2 separate regions of the Gossypium arboreum genome follow, and region 1 is linked to region 2. A link is a contact called in public Hi-C data. All regions are on one chromosome and are shown on one strand. The core of a region is the stretch at or near the end of the contact, and the rest is flanking DNA. Distances in the headings are between cores, read along the strand shown. Region 1 has its middle 69 kb from the start of LOC128295261. Region 2 has its middle 10 kb from the start of LOC108482050.

Region 1 (5,566 bases), core at 1,971-4,470, 210 kb before region 2:
AACATTTATTCAATTAAAAATAATTAATTTCTTTTTTACATAGTAAATTTTATTATTATGAGAGTGTTTGTATCTTTTTATATTTTTATATAAAATCAATAAAAACTATGTAACATTTTTAGTCCATTATTGTATGCCAAATTAAATCTTATGTGTTCATTCGATTAGTTGATGGACATAATAAATTAAAAGTTAATAATTATAAATGAATTTTTATCTACCTATTTAGGTTACACATAAAATTAAATTATACATTACAAGTTTTATTATTCTAAAAATCTTTCTATAATATTAAAGTTTTGATTGGTATAACATTTTTTACATGTAATATCATAAATGAAATTATATCCATTTCCCATAAAAGATTTAAATTAAACATTGTACGTATTTTAATTTAATTTTTACGTTTTCTTTACGACTGCTTTTACTGGACCAAAGAATCATCGAAAGCATAATCTATTTTATTTGAAATTAGTGCAATCGTTGATTTTAATAATAATACCTTATCAATGAGTTTCACGTTTTCTATCAGCTTATAATATATAGATTAGTTATGGTGGATGTTGTTTACCTTTTTGCATAGTTTTATTTATTTAGTAACTCTGTAACTGCTTTTGGATTGAATGGATTCTTCCATTATAGTGTTGTTCCGTAAGTTGGGATACATCAAATTATGAGTTTCAAGGGAATTAAAAGTTTTATGTTTGAAGTTGAATATTTTAATTTGATACATATAATTTGTTATTAAAGTAGTTGAATTAGATTTCAAGTATACATGTAACTAATTAATTAAATGTTTATGATGAAAAAGTGGAAAGATGAATTTCACTGCTCATTAGAATTTCAAAATTTGTTCAAAGGTGGATTATTTATTTTATGATTAGTGAAAATTTTGATAACAAATTAATATTTTTGTTATATATATTTGAATATCCAAAGACAACCTGCATATTTGATGAAAATTATTTATTTTCCTATTAAGGTTATTAGCATTTATTTATGATAGTATATTGTAGTAGCCACCCAAAGAGAAACTAGGATATACTTAGATTGTTTGCATATTTGAATTCAATATTTGAGCATTTGTGTATATTTTTTTTCGCTTAATCAAATCAACAGCATACAAAGCTGAAGAAAATAAAAACAACCAGCACAAAGTCTGAGAACAAAAACAAATGCGCAGACACAACACAGTAATCAAAACCCCCCTACCACTCAACAAGTCCCAACCAACAAAACAGACAACCAACAGATAAAAACCTGCTCAAATACACCCCTAACAATCACAAAACAAACTGCTAAAAAACCCCTGCAAAATGCCTGCATCCAGACTGCACTCAGACGAAAACAAACACACTAATCACCACCATGCCTTAAACATGCCCTGCCTTTTCAGACCAGCAGCCGCCAACGCAGAAGCCATCACATTACCATGCTTTTCCACTTGAAACATTTTCAATGCTAGACACCCTTAAATCAATCTCCTTGGAAGATAGAAAATGGCGACCATGGTCTCAACCTTTGTCCTTGACCCAGCAGAACACCTCTATGGAGCGTTTTTAGAAATTAACGCAATAAAAGGTGAATTAATACTCTTTTCCAGTTTACCGGTATTAAAAAATTTTACCATCATCTCGAATAAATCCCCCAGCATTTTCTAAAAAAGCATAAATTAAAGCCATCCGGGCCCGGTGCCTTTTTTGCATCGCAGCTCCACACCACCTCCTTAATCTTCTCTATTGAGAAAGGCTTCTCCAATCTCGCAACATCAACATCCCTCAGCCTCTTAAAATTCAACTCCAAATCCATTCTCAATTTCCTCGAGGGACAGCTAAAATGCCTTCTAAAAAAAATTAAACAATTTCTCCTTCAAAGCCATTGGATCACTTATCCACATATTTCAATTTTCAATCCACACACTGTTTTTCTTTTCGCTTTGAACTTTATTGCTCTGTAGAAAAAAGCGGTGTTTGAGTCACCTTCTTTCAGCCATGACATTCACGATTTCTGCCTCCAAATGTACTCTTTGAATCTATTTATCATTCCCATTTCAAGATTCAAATTCTTTATTCCTCCAATTCCGTTTCTGACAGTTCTCTAACATCACTACAATCATCCAGACACCTGATTCTAACTTCAATCTCATTGAGCCTTCTCTCTAACGTAACTCTATCTTCCCCATTCCATTTTTTAAGAGCACCTTTGAGTTTCTTCAATTTCCCTGAAACCCTACCATTCGAATTACCCAACAAACCCCATTCGTTTCTGATAATACTCATACACTCATTGTTATGAACCCACGCATTAAAAAGCTTAAACAATCTTGGACCCATTCCACAGAACTGTACGATAATAAAATCGAGATGTGATCTGAAACAGAATGATTTAACCCCTGCTGTTGAATGACCTCGAACTTTTTGAACCAAACTTCATCTACCCAAAAACCAATCCAGTCTGCTCTTCTTATTCTCTGGGCCATACCAAGTGAATTTCCTCCTCAACAAAGGCAAATCTACCAATTTACATCTCTCTAAAGAGCTCAAAAAGTCCTTCGACCCTCTTAATAAACCTACACAATTACTTTTGTCACTTTTGTTCCTAATTGCATTAGAGTCTCCCCCAACAATCCAAAAATATGTGAACCTATCCCTAACCTCTAATATTTCTACCCAAAAAATTTTCTGCTCCAGCAACCCATTTGGCGTGTACACATTAATCAGAACCCCTTCCCACCCCTCACAACACCAATTCCTTTCCACCACAATTAAACGGTTAGTACAGTAAACCTTTCTCGTTATAAAACTTGATTTATCCCATATGGTAATAAGACCACCTGAACGTCCTACTTCAGCAACAAATCAGAATTCAAAATAATCTTCGCCCCATATTCTTCTAACTAAATCTCCTGACACTTTCTCAAGCTTAGTTTCTTGTAGAAAACACGCATTCACCCTATGAATTCTGACTAATCTATTAATCGCAACTATTTTACCATCAGAACCCAACCCCCTAATATTTCACGATACAATTTTCATTTTTCCCAATTAAAAACTCATCCACACAATCTTAGTACAGGAAAAAACTCACCTGATTGGCAAATGTGTACAGCTATACCCGACCTCCTTTACTGTTGCTCCTCAAGCCTCATAATTTCCTCGATAACATCTCTTTCTTCTCCCAGCACCCTAAGCCCCAATTTCTTCCCAACTTCCCAGGTCTGCTTCACCTCTCTAAGAATAACCTTTCTCCTGTTGCTTAATTCTGAATCGGACAAAGAGAGGTTAACCACTTTGTCTTCACTTCCTGGCTCTGCGCTGCTCTTGCCCTTTCTTCTATTTCGATCTCTTCTTTGAATTTCTTTGGAAGACAACACCCCGTCTTGAATGGCTTGCATTGACATAATTCTTTTATTAAACTGTCTCTTCTTCCTCTTACTTCTAATAGTGTTGTAAAATTCCTCTTCTACCTCTTGGCTTATGTCCCTATCCTTTGCTTCTGGAGTTGCTAAATTAAAATTATCAATCGGGAAAATCTGATCTTCGACAGGAAGAATTTCCCTGCCCGTAAGATGCCCTTCAAACCTAAGAGAGTCCAATCTTTCGTCAATATCTACTAGCCCAACTTGACCCTCCCTTTGACCCAAACCCAACACCAGGCCCATGTTGGCAACATCCTCATATGCCCGGTCCATTCCACTATTCGGCCTACTAACCCACACATCAACTTCGGCTAAAATTCCCACACTAACAGCACCAGTGACACCTTCAATTAATTCCTCTGACATCTTCTGACAAGCTTTACCTTCACTTACATTTTTTATGGCATTTTCTATTTACATTTTCGATGGCGTTTTCCATTATTGATTCCGACGAGACGATTCGAGTTCCATCCAGCCCCTTCTCCGGCTCTACGCCAAATGTTGGTTCTGATTCCAACACGCTCTCATCAACCACCGCCTGATTGCTAGGCTTCTTCAAAACATTATTTTTAATGTCCTCTGACCAACCTACCTCCCTTACACTCACTGGAAATCTAACGTCGCCCACTTCTAACAAAACCATCTCATCGATCTTTTTAACTTGCGAGATTGAAATAAGCATTTCCACTTTCTCAAAATTGTTTGTTCCTAACACGTTTTCACCTATCGACACTAAGTTACCCCACTTTCCAGCTATCCTCTTGAACATTTCATAGTTCCAACAGTGCATCGGAACCCCAGAAACTTCAATCCAAGTGATTCTCTCAAAAAACACTAGTATTTCTAACCATGGTACGATATTAATGAAGAACTCCTTCAAATACGACCACTCCCTCTGTTTCAAGATTTCAAGCAGTTCTTCGTCCTGAATCTCAATGAGAAAAAAATTCCCTTGAATTCTCTTCACACAAATATCACCAAAGGCCATTCGTGTAATTCTATCAGCTAAGCTCTTCAATTCGTAGAACAAAGCCACTTCTCCCACCAAACATTTTTTATATTTCCATAGCAGCTCATCCTCTACATGACATTGAACAACTCCCGCCATTTTCATACCCACCAGGCCCGAGCCAACACCTGAACTCCTTTCAACCAAGTTCAGTTTCCACAAGTCCTCTGTTTTTCCTTCGCCTTCCTTTCCTCTTCCCACATTATCCAACCCTTTTTTATTAGACTCTTCAGAATGCGATGAGTTTTGATGCTTTACAACCCTTCTCCAAATCATCCTATTACCTTTAAACCTAGCTTCCCTTACCCATATTCTACTCCCAAGGATCACGAAGCCATTCAATCTTGAAATCGTCTTACGTGCATCCGAATAGTTGGCATATCGTACAATCCGAATCTCATACCCTTTTGCTTTTTTTCTCCGGAATGAAAGTGTCTACCACCTTTCCATGATAACTGAAGAAAGCCCACAACCCTTTACAATGCATGGACGCCGGAATATTAGATACAAACATCGCTATCATAGCTCTCTCTCTATTATCTCGTTTGAACTTAAGGTGTAGAAAATTGCTTAGAGGAAGAGGAGCATTTGTGTATTATTTTACAACTATTTCTCTTCATTCGTAAGCTTCTTATGTTAATTTATTTAATGGATTAAACTTCTTTGAATTGAGTGAACAAGTCAAGTTCCATTTAGATGTTTTGGATCTTAATTTGACACTATTAGAAGATAAATATGTTGCTATTACAGAAGAGATGTTATATCATATAAAATGGGAATGATCAATCAAATTGAGGTTTTTTTTTTTTTTGTGAATGACTACTACCAACAATGTTAAGACCACAAATAGAAAGTGTGAAAGAATATCTTGTGTTTGTGGGATAACATTTCCAATTTGCGAATAAGTCACTCACTGGTACTTTAATGACACAACTCACAATCATGACGTATGATGGGTAGAAGGGAATGCAAGAACATATCATCAAGATGACTACTATTGCAGCAAGGCTAAAGACTTTAGGGATGATGGTGGATGACTCTTTTTTATTGCAGTTCATATTAAGCTCACCTCCGAGTTATGGGTTATTTCAAACTAACTATGACATTTTTAAAGATAAGTGGGATATTACTGATAGCCA
Region 2 (5,565 bases), core at 1,723-4,222:
TCTTAACTAATTACCAATCAGCCACCAAATTTCCAAGTTTTCTAGGAGAGCCCACCAACTTACTATTTTATTCAATTAACTCTCAACTTTCCTTTAAAATTTGGGACTCTAATGAAAATCAAATTTGAAAAATGCCGTCAAATATAGTCCTAGTTTTAAAGGAATTGAGTGAGGGAGGGACCAAATTCAAAAGGTTGGAATCTTTTTATAGGAGTATGAACTTTGAACAAAGAAAATAGAAGGAATGAAAGAAACTATGAACTTACCTTGAATTCCAGATCGAATGTGATCAAAGAGTAAAATTAAGAATTCAACTTTTTCTTCTTGAATTCCAAATTGGATGAGATTGAAAAGTAATATTAGAGATAAGACTGAAGAGTAAAATTAGGAGTTCAATTTTTTTATTCTTTTTTACTTAGAATGAGGTGTTGAACTGAAGACATATGGATTTTTGTAAGGAATGAAATTTTATTAAAGGTAGTTTTGTACTTTTACCTTTTTCATATCAGTGGCACATTTCTCTATTGCTTATCCCCCAATTTAGATGGAAAATTATTTCATCAATGCTAAAGAAAACCCCTTTCTCTTCATTCTTCTTTCCTCTCTATTTTTTGTTGTACCAAGCACTCACTAAATCCAATTTCCTTCCACTTTTCTCTTCCCTCACTCTTTCTTCCCAGTTTTCTGCTAAACCAAGTAAAGCCTAAAAGTGAGTGTTTTAAACATCCATACATGAGTTTGGAGTTGAATTTCATACAATTACAAATTTACAATCACAATCTCAATCTCATATGCATATGTATGCATATGCATTTTTTTATTCTTTTCAATTCATTTATGAAAAAAATATTTGTATATATAAATCAATTTTGTAATAAATTTTTTTGATAAAATTAAGATATCTTTTATATCTATTTTATGTCCATAAAAATTATTTCTTTCGAAGTTTGTGATTATTCATTATAATAATGTCATTTTTAAAATTCAAAATTTAATCCATTTAAAATATTATTACACCTAACACTCATTGGTGAAATTGATTTTCATTTAAACGTGCACTTTTACTATCAAAACTTTACAATGACAATATATCTAAGGGCCTTCTAGTGACGGAATTTTTTGTCGGAAATAGCTAATACTCCGCTGTCTATTTCTGACGGAAAATCTGTCAAACAGTGAGTAAACTTCATCTAATCTAAATTTATTGGCCCTAAGACAGATATCATGAAAACCATGCATCTTTCTTTTTAAATATTTAACAATTATACGAACTATCCAACCAAAAAACAAGAGTAAAATGCACAAAGAAGTAATTAGATGGAGTTAACTAAAGATATAATATCTTATTTGACCCTTCAACTTTATAAATAAAATTAATTTAGCATTATATTTAATTTTTTTGTCTCTTTTGATCTTTAAATTTGTATTGTTTGTTAAACCACTCTAAAATGGATGGAAAAGTTAATATTAGTTCACTTTGCTGATGTGGCATATACATGAATTGCCACATGGATACCACATCAACAATTAATTAATTTTTTAGATTTTAAAATTTTAAAAATTTAAAATTATTAAAATTATTTTAAAAAATAAAATTACTAAATGTATAAAAATACATTTAATTTAGTAAATTATTTATTTATTAATGTGGCATACACGTAGACTACCATGTGGATGCATGTTAAAAAGTGAAAAGTCGTTAATTTTTCTATCGATTTTGGGGTGACTTGATAAATAATACAAATTTAAAGACTAAAAAAATAAATTAAATGAATGGCTAAAATAACTTTTTTTTTTATAAAGTTGAAGGATCAAATACGTTTAATGATCTTTCATCTATCTATCTATATTAGCACTATGCAATGGTGTGCAAATCAGTTGGATTGGAGTCGCTAAAATTGGAACTTGGTTTCCAATAACGCAAATAAGATGGGCTACCAATTATTCCAATTGTCGGCTATTTTAAGGCTATATATTGGCAAAGTTTGCCCCGTGAACATGACCTATCCCCTCATCAAATACAAAGGAACAAATGGAGATTTTGTCATTTACTTCATGGCCATACATGCATCTTTGCCATTCAATTCAATCACTCTGGTGCTTTGCGCCAAACACTTTTGGTCTCCCACTCTTCTGAAATAGAGAAAGGAAACAGCTTATAGGGTGGCCCTTAGCTTTCCTTCTTAACACAACAATAAGGTCCCGCTCCTCATATCTTGCCCTATATAGCTTGTAGTTATTGCTTTCTCTTCTTGCCTTTTCATGTGTGATTTGGGGCCTTTCTTTTGTTTTCTCTTCTCACCCTCCTTTCTTTACAAAATATATAAAGGTAATTGCCCAAAGTGCGTCTCTAACGAAAATATTATGGAAATTTCAATCTTTTAGTGGTTAAAATTTCAAAATTCATACTAAATAGTAATGATATTAATAAAGTTTTTGGTCAAATTTAAAATTATTTGTAAAAAATAATTTGAGCTTTTTTTTTCAATCATAGAGACTACAAATGATATTAATGATCTAGGACCATTTATCAAGAATAAACTCATTTTATGAATTTAGGATTGGTTAGATCAAGAAGATAGCTGTATATTACTATATAACACATGCTTTAATTACATTGGGAATATAGTAATTGTGTTGATACCGACGTCATTTTGTTCAAAACTAATAGGTGTGCACCATTTTTATCATGTCATCCCTGTAGTTGAAAAAACAAAGTATTTCCCAACCATTTTATTTGAAAGTTATCTAATTACTAGCACTTAAAACATATCACTCAACTATTGATATACAAACTCACGTAGATTAGGGTTGGTGAATTCAATTTAATAAATTACAACCTCTGCAACCACCTCGTTGGATATTGAAATATGAATATTTAAATAATATATAAATATGAAAGCTGTGGGCACGTGCTATGTTGGGTGCATGGCTGCATTGATTTTTATGGATTTAATTTGTCCAATGCTTCAACTCTGAGTATTGATCAAACCCCTGCCACCTATATTGTCGAAGTCGATATATCATAATTGACCCGTAGTAATAATACAAGATAATGCAAATGAAGACCCTACAAGAGAAGAATAATCTTTATGAATGAGAGAAGGTGCTCTCTTTTGTTTTTGACCCAGACCCTGCATTAGAACCTCCGGTTTCATTCTCTACTAATTACTATTTTGTTCTTCAACTTCTTTCCTTTAAACTTCAAAGTAACTTTAAAGTTTTACCTTTTAATTGCTACCTTAATGGGATCTCTAGACCATAACTAATGGGATTAGTTTATCTTTATTTTGCAAAGGAAAAACATATGCTTTTTGGTCGGTTCCTGAGGCCTTCAAAGCCACTTTAAATGTTGAAAATAAGGCGTTTGGGGGCCATGGAGTTGAGTTGAACATCTTCCTTTTCAACCTCGGTCGTTAGTTCTTTGGTATGTCATATCTTTTTAATACTCCATACTCCATACATCATCTCTTTCTCTATTATGGGATTGAGATTTTGACATGAATCTTTAAACCGTATTTAAAAATTTTAAAAATAAATAGGATAAGTGGCAAAATTTCAAACTCACTTGTGGAGTTAAAATTTTTCACTTCCTAACTCATACTGTACCAACAAGTGTTGGATGTAATGGTAAAGCACCTTACATTTTTAAGGGGAGACGCATGTCGAACTATAACACTCCTTATCTAGGATAAACTGATAACTCAAGCAAAGGATGTCACATTTGAACACTAAGCCACTTAAACTTGAAATTCAACCTTTTCATATAATATTTATCTTATTAGGGTCACTTGGGGGTAATTTAAACCATTTTCGATCATCCCCTACAATTCAGTTGCAAGCGAAGGTCGTTTGGAACCTTTTGAAGAAAAACAACTTAACTTGGAGAAGTTAGGGCAAGGGTATCGTTACTGTTGAAAAATTTTGGTTTAAAAATAATTTTCAATCACAGCGGAGAATTAAAATTTTGAAACCTGAGTTAGTTTGTGATATTTATAGTAATAAGTTTTTCCCAAAAAGTACTTGTGCTTTGTGTGAGACAGATCTTAGATGTTCCCAACTTTCAACCAAACAATCTTTTCTGCTATTCTCATACCACAAATTTCTTCGAGTGTGGGCTCGAACAAACACGAATCAAACATAGAATTAGAAACAATTTATCACTTTTAGTAGGAAAGTAATTCTCTCTCAATAGAAATCAGCAAAATCGTTATTCTAAGAAAATAGAATTTATACTTAGAAAATAAATTCTCTCTACTTTCTGCCAAAATAACAATATCTCAAAGTTATGTGAAACCTGTGTTGTAACTTGTGAAAATAACTCTAATATTATTATCTATTTATAGAGAAAGATAAGAGAATCCTGGTTGAATTAGTAAAATACAAATAATATTTATTTAATAGAAAAATCAGTTTCTAGTTAAGTAAACTATGGTTGTCATCCATCATATGTAATATAAGGGGAATTTGGGTCTCTCTTGTATTGGGTCTAATTATATATGCTTATTGGACTTTTAACGCACTTTATACTTTTATTCAACTCAATACATGTTTTTCTATTTCCAAAATAAATATTATTAATTAATTAATTTAATTAGATAAATTAATTTTTCCAATTAAATAACTTTCTCAATCCAATTCTAATTCCATTAAAGTCATGATAACTTTACCGTAAAAGAATTTATGATAAAATATATTTAATTTTCATATTTAACGGATTCACGATAACTAATTAATTTAATTCTATTTTCGAACTTCAGTTATTTAATTAAATAATAATTCACAAAATTTAAATTAATTATCAAGTCATTTCTATACTTAGTGAGAAAACACATTCATTTGAGAATGTGACCCATTTCTCTGACTTTATAAGTTTTATCTATTTTTGTTTATTTGGTTCTAGATGCAATATCTTTCTTGTTTTAACGAGCTAGCGGAGGGATCGATTGGAAATATATAATTAGGGCTCAAATGATTTATAATTAGATTCCAACTTTTCACTTATTAATTATAAACTCATTTAGTCACAAAGTTATTCCACTATAGTATCGTGACTAAGCTCTCTCTAATTACATACCATTAAGAAAGCTACTCAATCAACGTTCGTCCAGTGACCTTGTCATAAGTGTTATACTCTCATAGCGTATCCTTAATCTCTTTGGGATAAATTGTAGCACCCTCATAACCGACCCGATCCCTGGGTCAAGGTATAGAGATGTCACATTTATTATCAAAGCAACTACAATCACTCCAATTTGTTCATAAATTTTAAAACTGTGTTTTAACATAATTGAACTCCTTTGAAGTTATTCAAGTTATTTCTATGCTTTCCCTAATGTTTGGTTATAATCGGGGCTTATTCAAATCAAAACAGGATAAACAGGGTCAATGTCACGACATTGGCTTCAGATGTCGTGATTGAAGGTTGGATGTCACAACATTGAAAATAGGTTACCTGGAACATGTTTGAATCATCTAAAACCAAGTTTAAACAATCATAAACCATTCCATATCACTACCAAAACATTTTCAAACATGATTCCTCATCAAAACATCATATAATTT

What was found. Hi-C and Micro-C count contacts between places; a contact is called where the count stands out from the background.
Region 1: a contact with region 2 is called in a Hi-C map of leaf, with 2.5 times the contacts expected there. The contact joins two enhancer-like sites. A contact is called at or near these places in 2 of 5 Hi-C or Micro-C datasets (both in leaf).

The regions. Positions count from the first base shown.
Region 1 is chr7:79,195,320-79,200,885 of ASM2569848v2, reverse strand. No RefSeq gene overlaps it. Among protein-coding and RNA genes, the nearest start is that of LOC128295261, 69 kb to the right of the region's middle. Within about 2 kb of position 3,220, at least 2 of the 2 cell types and tissues checked have an H3K27ac peak or open chromatin away from gene starts, as enhancers often do. A contact at or near this core is called in leaf, where this site is marked.
Region 2 is chr7:78,988,133-78,993,697 of ASM2569848v2, reverse strand. No RefSeq gene overlaps it. Among protein-coding and RNA genes, the nearest start is that of LOC108482050, 10 kb to the right of the region's middle. Within about 2 kb of position 2,972, at least 2 of the 2 cell types and tissues checked have an H3K27ac peak or open chromatin away from gene starts, as enhancers often do. A contact at or near this core is called in leaf, where this site is marked.